Regions from separate parts of the Sus scrofa genome. Here region 2 is linked to region 1. A link is a contact called in public Hi-C data. All regions are on one chromosome and are shown on one strand. The core of a region is the stretch at or near the end of the contact, and the rest is flanking DNA. Distances in the headings are between cores, read along the strand shown.

Region 1 (4,507 bases), core at 102-2,601:
AGGGAGATGCCAGAAAAGGCTGTATTTCAAAGCCCCAACATCTCTTGCTTGGTTATCGAGGCTTAAACAATTTCCAAATTCGGAGATGAGAACCTGGCACGTCCCAATTTCACCTTTAGGAAACTGCGTCGATTTAAAATTGTGCTTCATATTCTTTCCTTTGAGCTGGGATCCAAGCAGTACCCTGTGAGCATTTCAAAGGCCCCACACGCCAAACCTCAAAACTCAGTTTAACTCACCTCACAACCCCCCGGAAGCGCCTCCCTTTGGGTTCTAGGCGATTGGGAACACGGAGCGAGAGCGTGGGCCTGGGCTGGGGCCCGGGGAGGGGGCAAGGGACTCACATTTGTCAATCAGAGCATCCTCGCATTCTAGGCCGAAGATCTGCAACTCCTCCCGCAAGAGCTGGGCGGACACGGCCATGATGACCCAGGACGGGGGCCGGGGCCGAGCCCACCCAGCTCCGACCTGACGCCAAGAAACCCACGGCCGTGGAGATCGATGAGCAGGACGCGGTTCCTCCGATCCTTTCGCTCTCCGGGGGGCTGAGACCGAAAGTGACCAAATAATCCAAGACCTCAGGCGGTCAGAAAGCCCTGGCCGTCAGTCTCAGAGAAATACTTTTTATTTTCTTTTTTTCCCGAAGCTCCCAAATGCCTGAAGGAAGGGAGCAGAAATCTTGAGAAGTCACTCTTCTAGGGGAGAAGGCCCTACTTCCTAAAAGCCACCGGGGAGCATCTCTGTGACGGGAGAACCGAGCAGGCCGGAAAAACCCGCCAAATGGTTTGCACGGCGCGCGCATGCGCGAGGCCCGCTCAACCCCACCCCTTCGCCTCGACTTCCTTCTCTCTGTTCCCGGACTACGCGCGCGCACGCGCGTCCGAGGGCGCGTGCGCACGAACGCCCGCACGGCGGATCGCGCGTGTGCGCCTGATGGTCGGCCCGCCCTACCGCGGCTGCGCAGTCATCTTTTACTGGGCTCAGAAGAGAGGCGCGGGCGCGCTGTTGCCCGCTCTCACCCGCTCCCTGCATGGAAACCGCGGTTCTGTACCAGTCGCGGATGACTCTTCCGGCCACCGTCTGCTCCGCGAAGCTCTGTGATGTATGCTTGTCACCCTTTTGTCCGTGCCTTCGTGCGCAGGCCGTGGCGTGTACGTGCCTTCAAATGTCTCAAACATTCTGTGTCCAACACGCGGGAGAGGAAAGTCTTGTCCCTGCTCTTGTCTCCCGCGTCATCTCTGCATCATCTCTGCACTCAGCGCGACTTCCTTAGGGAATCTGGTTGCCATGGTTATCATCGCGGCTACCACCAGTAGTCACAGCCACAGTCGTATAGGTCTATTTTCTGGAGCCCAAATCTCCATTGGCTCAGCTTAGATCAAATAACGCTAGGCATCATACTTGGCTAATGGGATGGTAGGTTGGTAGAGTCTCTAGAATAAAGTTCGGCAGTATGATATCAGTTATTAAGATTGTTCATTCTCTTTTGACTTAGCATTTCTTATCCTAAGAAAACCGGCCAGAATCCAAAGTTTTATAAACAAAGATGCTCATTTTGTAATTTACAGTAAAAAATAAAATAAATGGAAACTGAGTATCCGGGGAGGAAAGTACAGGCTATCACTAGAACAGTGATTCTCAAGACCTCACTACATGGGGAGTTCCCATTGTGGCGCAGCTCTAAATGAATCCGACTAGTATCTATGCTGATGAGGTTGGATCCCTGGCCTGGCTCAGTGGGTTGGGGATCTGCCCCCTCTCTCTGTGAGCTGCGCTGTAGGTTGCAGGTGCGGCTCAGATCCCTCGTTGCTCTGGCGTGGGCCAGCAGCTGTAGCTCGGATTCCACCCCCAGCCTGGGAACTCCCATATGGCCAGAGTGCAGCCCTAAAAAGAAAAAAAAAAAGACTGCACTGCAGAGGCCAGAGACACTTAGGGAGCATTTTAGGGCATACGATGAGGGAAGAAAAGCCAGGAAGAGTCCTGTCTTGGCCTCAAACCAACCATGTGAAACAGGGTGTAGTCTGCATGTAAACCACAGTTGGGGGAGGGCTGGAGAGGGAAAACCATCTTAGGCTTCTTTCTTACTGGTAGGTACAAATGGCAGAGGGTGGGAGCAGTTCACCTGGGTACAAGCAATAAAGCATATATTTGTTTTCTATTGCTGTGTAATTATTTACTGTAAATTATTGTGATAATTTAACCCGTAAATTTAGTGGGTTAAAACAGCATTTGTTTTATTTGTCCACAGAGCTGTAGCTCAGAAGTCTGGACACAGCATGTCTGCATTCTCAGTAAGGCTGAAATCAAAGTGTTGGCTAAGTTGCATTCCCACAGAGACACTGTTTTTAAAGGGCTCCTGTTGTTAGGTTAGGACCACTTTCTTTCTTTCTTTCTTTCTTTTTTTTTTTTTTTTTTTGTCTTTTTGCCTTTTCTTGAGCTGCTCCTGTGGCATAGGGAGGTTCCCAGGCTAGGGGTCCAATCGGAGCTGTAGCCACCGGCCTACGCCAGAGCCACAGCAATGCCAGATCCGAGCCGCGTCTGCGACCTACACCACAGCTCAGGGCAATGCCAGATCCTTAACCTACTGAGTGAGGCCAGGGATCCAACCTGCAACCTCATGGTTCCTAGTTAGATTCATTAACCACTGTGCCACAGTGGGAACTCCAGGACCACTTTCTTAAGATCAACTGGTTTGGGAATATAATTACATCTGCAAAATCTCTTTATAGCAGTGTGAAGAGGGCACTGTTCCAGCAGAAAAAGCCATTGACCCCAAAGAGCACAACAAAGAAAAAAACAAAAGAGGAAGTTTTAGGAACAATGGCATGATCTGTTTTGAAATATAGACTGCCTGGAGCTCCCGTCATGGCTCAGTGGTTAATGAATCTGACTAGGAGCCTTGAGGTTGCAGGTTCGATCCCTGGCCTCGCTCAGTGGGTTAAGGATCCGGCGTTGCCGTGAGCTGTGGTGTAGGTTGCAGACTCGGCTCGGATCCTGCATTGCTGTGGCTCTGGTGTGGGCTGGTGGCTACAGCTCTGATTAGACCCCTAGCCTGGGAACCTCCATATGCCACAGGAGCGGCCCTAGAAAAGACAGAAAGCCAAAAAAAAAAACAAAACAAAAAAGGAATGCCTTCAACATTGGGTATAATTTCATTCATAATTACCGAAATATGTCTCAGAGTGGAGAGTTAGCAAGTCATCTGCACTGGTGTGAAGTAGGCTAAGAACAATGCTGCTCACCCGCTTTCCTGTTCTGAATTCGGAGCTGTCTGTAATTATCTGCATACGGGGGGATTATCTGCATCCTTGAGGGATGGGGGAGTCCAGCAACTGGTTCTGAGCTCTTATGGAAAGCTTTCAAGAGCATGTCAAGACCCTCTCTAGAATGTGGGATTGCTTATCATGTGTTGTACTCAGATGACAGGGAAAAAGCTCATTCTACATCCTGTTACAAATGCTTAGTGGCCATTGGATTTCCTCTACAACTTGCAGGTTTCCAGCTTTTGTCCTTTGCCTTTTCTTACCAAGTAAGCAGGAGCTGTTTGTATATCAAAGACCAGGGATTGCAAACTATGGCCCTTAGGCCAAAGTTGACCAGCCACCTGTTTTCATAAGGCCAGTAATAAAGAATAGTTTTTACTTTTTTAAATGGTTGGAAAAAAACTAATTTTCCGGAGTTCCCATCATGGCTCAGCGGTTAATGACCCAGACTAGCATTCATGAGGACACAGGTTGAATCCCTGGCCTTGCTGGGTGGGTTAAGGATCTGATGTTACCATGAGCTGTGAGATAGGCCAGTGGCTATAGCTCCCATTCAACCCCTAGCCTGGGAACCTCCATATGCCACAGGTTCTGCCCTAAAGAGGCAAAAAAACAAAAAAACAAAAAAACAAAAACCCAAAACTAATTTTCCATGATGTGTGGGAATTACAAGAAATGCAAACTTCAGTACCTATAAAGTCTTCTTGGAACACAGCCATGCATATTTGTTGATGAACGGTGTGTGGTTGCCTTTGTGCTACAGAGACAGACTTGAATAGTTGTGACGGAGACCTTGTGTGGCTGTTAAGCCTCAAATATTTACTGTCTGGCTCTTTGCAGAAAATGTTTGCAGATCTCTGCCATGGACAATAACCACTGTCCATCAGATGTATTGCATACATATGTTCCCCAACCTCTTTTTTTTTAGCGAAAGTATTTTTATTTTCCTCCAGTTTTATTGAGATATAATTGACATACAACATAGCATAAATTTAAGGTATACAATTGACATACAACATTGCATAAATTTAAGGTATACAGCATAATGCTTTCACTTACCTCATAAAGTGCTTGCCACAGTAAATTTTGTATCGTCTCATATAGATACAACATTAAAGAAATAGGACAAAAAAATTTTTCCCTTGTGAGAACTCTTAGGATTTACTCTCGTAACAACTTTCCTGTATACGGTACAGCAGGATTGATTATATCTGTCACATTGAATATCCCATCTTTTTTTTATT
Region 2 (4,408 bases), core at 1,446-3,945, 120 kb after region 1:
CCCAACAGCAAAGCCACCTCCAGACTTGAGATCAGGAGACTTGCACTTGCCCTAAGTTTAGGACCAGGACCAGCCTGTTCTTGGTACCTCAAGGCCCAGCATAGGGCCTGGCACCAGGCACTCAAGAAGAAATGAAGTCAGGGCTATGCCTCTTTAGGTCCTCTGGAGCCAATCCTTGCTCTCCTCCACTGAAACAGGGAGGCTAAAATCAAGCTCTAGCACAAAAGGATGGGTATTTATTGGGGTTTTTTGTGGAGAAGAGGTTGGAACAGAGGTCTGGCCACATCCACAGCATGTGGAAATTCCTGGGCCCAGGATCAAACCCACACCATGGCAGGGACCTGAACCATAGCAGTGACAATGCAGGATCCTTAACCTGATGAACCACCAGGGAACTCCAGGGATGGGTATTTCTAAGCAATGAAAACCTACCACGGGCTGGGCTCTGCACAATGCATTTTATGTGCTGAGCAGATTATCTCTATTTTGCTGAAACTGAAGTTGGGAGAAGCTAAGTGACTTACTCAAAAATACTGGCAATAGGGAGTTCCTGCTGTTCACTAGTTGGGTTAAGAACCCAACTAGCATCCATGAAGGAGTGGGTTCAATCTCTGGCCTCGCTCAGTGCATTAAAGATCCAGCACTGGAGTTCCCGTCGTGGCGCAGTGGTTAACAAATCCGACTAGGAACCATGAGGTTGCGGGTTCGGTCCCTGCCCTTGCTCAGTGGGTTAACGATCCGGCGTTGCCCTGAGCTGTGGTGTAGGTTGCAGATGCGGCTCGGATCCCGCGTTACTGTGGCTCTGGTGTAGGCAGGCAGCGACAGCTCTGATTGGACCCCTAGCCTGGGAACCTCCATATGCCGTGGGAGCGGCCCAAGAAATAGCAAAAAGACAAAAAAAAAAAAAAAAAAAAAATCCAGCACTGCTGCAAGCTGTGGTGTAGATCACAGATGTGGCTCAGATCTGGCACTGCTGTGGCTGTGGCATAAACTGTCAGCTGCAGCTCTGACTCAACCCCTAGCCCAGGAACTTCCATATGCCTGGGGTGCAGCTCTAAAATGGAAAACAAACAAAAAACCCTGGCCAGAACTGCGAATCTGTGGATCCAGAACTGCCCAACTCCCAAGCTGTGTTCTCACTTATGGCCAGGGATGGGGGTAGGGGTCCAAATTCTTGGGTCTTCTCTCTATGCTTTGCTTTTCCCACAGGGCAAGACCCCACCCCAATCGTGTGTGGGGGCGGTACTAGTAAAACAGTGCTCCATTCGGGGCCCTTCCCTGAACACAGACAGATGCTAGCTCGGGGTTGCCAGTCCTGAACCCACCAGGAATCCAGAGCCTCAGCCAGGGCAGAGACCCCTACGGAGGGGATGTTTTCCTGCAGCCTTCACGCCATCCCCAGAACCCTGCTCACCTCTGGGGGGCTGCCAGCCACTAGGAGTGGGATAATGTTCGTGCTTTGGGGGCTTTGGGATGCTGGCAGGGGGTAAGAGGCGCTCCACGAAATGGTATTCATCCACAGACTCCACGAAGCTGGGGTATTCAGGGGTCCCCTGGGTCTGGCTCTGAGGCAAAAACAAACAAACGACCATCTCCCATCAGCCCACCCACCACCCAGCCCCCAACAGGCAGACCTTTCCTCAAGCAGGAAAAGGAAACATTACAAGCAGAGAGAAGGGCTTAAAGAAAAGGCTGAGGCAGGAAAGCACCAGACTTCAGTCCCGGGTGCAGGATACTGAGGGGACTTAAAAAGAAGTTCAGGAACTCAGGCCCACCTCTCTTAGAATTTTTTTTTTTTTTTGATCTTTTTTTTTAGGGCCGCACCTTGACATGTGGAGATTCCCAGGCTAGGGGTCGAACTGGAGCTATACTACCTGTCTATGCCACAACCACAGCAACACCCAACCTACACCACAGCTCGTGGCAACCCCGGATCCTTAACCCACTGAGCGAGGCCAGGGATCAAACCCGCATCCTAATGAATGCTAATCGGATTCATTAACTGCTGAGCCACGACAGAAATTCCTCACTCAATTCTTATAATTTGATACATTAGGTATTTTATTATCTTCTTTTTATATCCAAGAAATATCAAGACATTAGCAAACAATCTACCTGAGGTCACATTCCTATCCTCCCATACTTCTCCCAGCAGATACCCAGAACTCCTGATAGGTCCCAGGGTCACAAAAAGAATCAGAAGAAAGATGTTCAGTCCTATACATTGTGAGTCTTAGGTTCCCAGAGGTGCCGCCAAGATCTGGGGCCAACCTCCAACGTCTACAACGGTGTCCCCTTCAAAAAATAAGGCAGCGGAGTTCTTTTGCGGGGCAGCGGTTAAGGATCCGGCGTTGTCACTGCTGTCTGCGGGGGCTGAGGTCGCTGCTCTGGCAGGTTCGAACCCTGAATTCCACATGTCTCGCGGCCAAAAAAATATTTTGTCTACGTGTGTGTGTGTGTGTGTACGTAAAATCAGCAAGAATCGATGCCCAGCACCTAGTTCTAACTCAGGCTGTCCTCCAATCATATTTCAGTATCTTAAGCCCCACAATCCGGAGCCCACTTCAGGCCCTGCCCCCTTCCCTCTCAGTCTAGTATCTGAGCTCCAGAAAAGCGACCCCCAAGAAGGGACGAGCAAGGGATAACAGCCTCACAACCAGCCCTCTGCTTCCAGCACCAGGCTCAGCGCTCTCACCAGCCGCCGTAGCCCGCAGCCCAGCGGGACGCCAGTTCTCCAGGCACGAAGTACACCGCAGAGCACAGTCGCCGCCATCTCGAACAGCCCAGGTACACTAGCTTTCTGCGCACGCAACCCGCCTGGTCCAGCCCCTTTATGATCGCTCCGCCCAGGACCGAGAGAACGCCTGCGCAAAGCGTAAGGAGGCGGAGCCAGGACGGCTCTGGGCGGTACAAAAATCAGAGATCTTGGCGGTCGCTCAGTAGTGACGTGGCACGCAGCAGGCGGAGAGGACGTGCGCGCCCTCGCTCCTTCCTCTTTCTCGACTCCATCTTCGCGGTAGCGGCAGGGGTGTCCGCGCTTCAGGTAAGATTTTGGCCTTGGATAGATCCGGAGGTCTTATTTGGGGCTTGGCTGCGAGGTTAGAAGGAACGGGGAAAAAAGAGGAAGAGGGCTGGTCGGGGGGCCTGGCCGATCCCCATCGGACCCCCCTGGCAGGTCCGGCCTTACCCACGTGAGACCCCGAGACCAGCTGCTCCCCGGCGCAGTCGCCCCCGGCCCATCCCCCATTACCTGATCCCTTCTGTCCCAGAGTATTTATTCTCTTACAGGCAACCCCTTTTTTTTTTTTCAGTCGCCAACATGCAGCTCTTTGTCCGCGCCCAGGAGCTACACACTCTCGAGGTGACCGGCCAGGAGACGGTCGCCCAGATCAAGGTGAGGCGTCGTAGTGTTTCCTGGGGTCTTTTGTGTTCGCCTTTGCCTTCCGCGGGAACGTTAATGAGTCTTGTTTTTCCATTTAGGCTCATGTAGCCTCGTTGGAGGGCATCGCTCCAGAAGATCAAGTCCTGCTCTTGGCAGGCACGCCCCTGGAGGATGATGCCATCCTCGGCCAGTGTGGGGTGGAGGCCCTGAGCACTCTGGAAGTAGCCGGCCGTATGCTTGGAGGTGAGTTAGGGAGCACTGTACCTTGAACTGCTTGTAAGTTCATGGGTGTAGGGTGTGGAGTTCAGGGTCCTCAATCCAGGGTGGTTCTTCATGTTTCCCTCCCTCAAGAGGAACTCTTGAGAGGTCTGTGGGAAACTTCTCTAGACGGTAGTTCTATTTCAGTCACTTTCTAAATAGATCCTTGTCTATGTCTCAGTTTCCTCAGGAAAATCAGGAGGTTAGAGCAGATCACCAAGGTGCTCTCTAGGTCTTGTTTAAAGTCAGGAGCTGGAGTTCCCTTTGTGGCTAAGCAGGTTACAAACCCAACGAGTATCCATGAGGATGCGGGTTCCACCCCCTGGTCTTGCTCGGTGGATTAAGGATCCCAAGTTGCCATGAGCTGTGGTGTAAGTCAGGAGCTGGAAAATCCTGAAGTGAAACCCCAGGATGTACTAGACTGGATATTCTTGGTCAGAGTTCAGATCTCTACGACTTTGTTTTAATTCCCTGTTGGGCCCATCTTACCTTTAAAGCTTGAGTTGAGGGAGAAAGGATTCTGCTGGGTGGGGCCTTCTTGTTCTAACTGCTGTCCTCCTTTCTTACCACAGGTAAAGTTCATGGTTCCCTGGCCCGTGCTGGGAAAGTCAGAGGTCAGACTCCCAAGGTGAGTGAGAGTATTAGTGGTGGTGTTTGGACTTTTTTTCCCCTGACACAGCTAAGCCAAAACCTTTGGCTCTTGCCATGTTTGCTCTCTTCCTGGCTGGCAGTGAACCTGAGGGAAGGTGGAAGAGGCAACCCTGGGCT

Evidence for each region. Hi-C and Micro-C count contacts between places; a contact is called where the count stands out from the background.
Region 2: a contact with region 1 is called in a Hi-C map of fetal skeletal muscle, with 2.7 times the contacts expected there. The contact joins the promoter of FAU here to the promoter of POLA2 in region 1. A contact is called at or near these places in 3 of 5 promoter capture datasets (fetal skeletal muscle and liver), 22 of 47 Hi-C or Micro-C datasets (alveolar macrophages, blood, embryonic fibroblasts and 12 more) and 2 of 2 datasets of contacts at active chromatin or transcription factors (alveolar macrophages and skeletal muscle).

The regions. Positions count from the first base shown.
Region 1 is chr2:6,948,938-6,953,444 of Sscrofa11.1, forward strand. POLA2 (DNA polymerase alpha subunit B) reads right to left here and starts at 1,352. Exons shown (of 18, transcript XM_013994111.2): 1 at 345-1,352. The coding sequence starts at 423.
Region 2 is chr2:7,068,208-7,072,615 of Sscrofa11.1, forward strand. FAU (ubiquitin-like protein FUBI) reads left to right here and starts at 2,696. Exons shown (of 5, transcript XM_021082866.1): 1 at 2,696-3,043; 2 at 3,312-3,394; 3 at 3,481-3,625; 4 at 4,213-4,268. The coding sequence starts at 3,320. It overlaps MRPL49 (mitochondrial ribosomal protein L49), which reads right to left and starts at 2,797. Exons shown (of 4, transcript NM_001245013.1): 1 at 2,696-2,797; 2 at 1,415-1,565. The coding sequence starts at 2,773.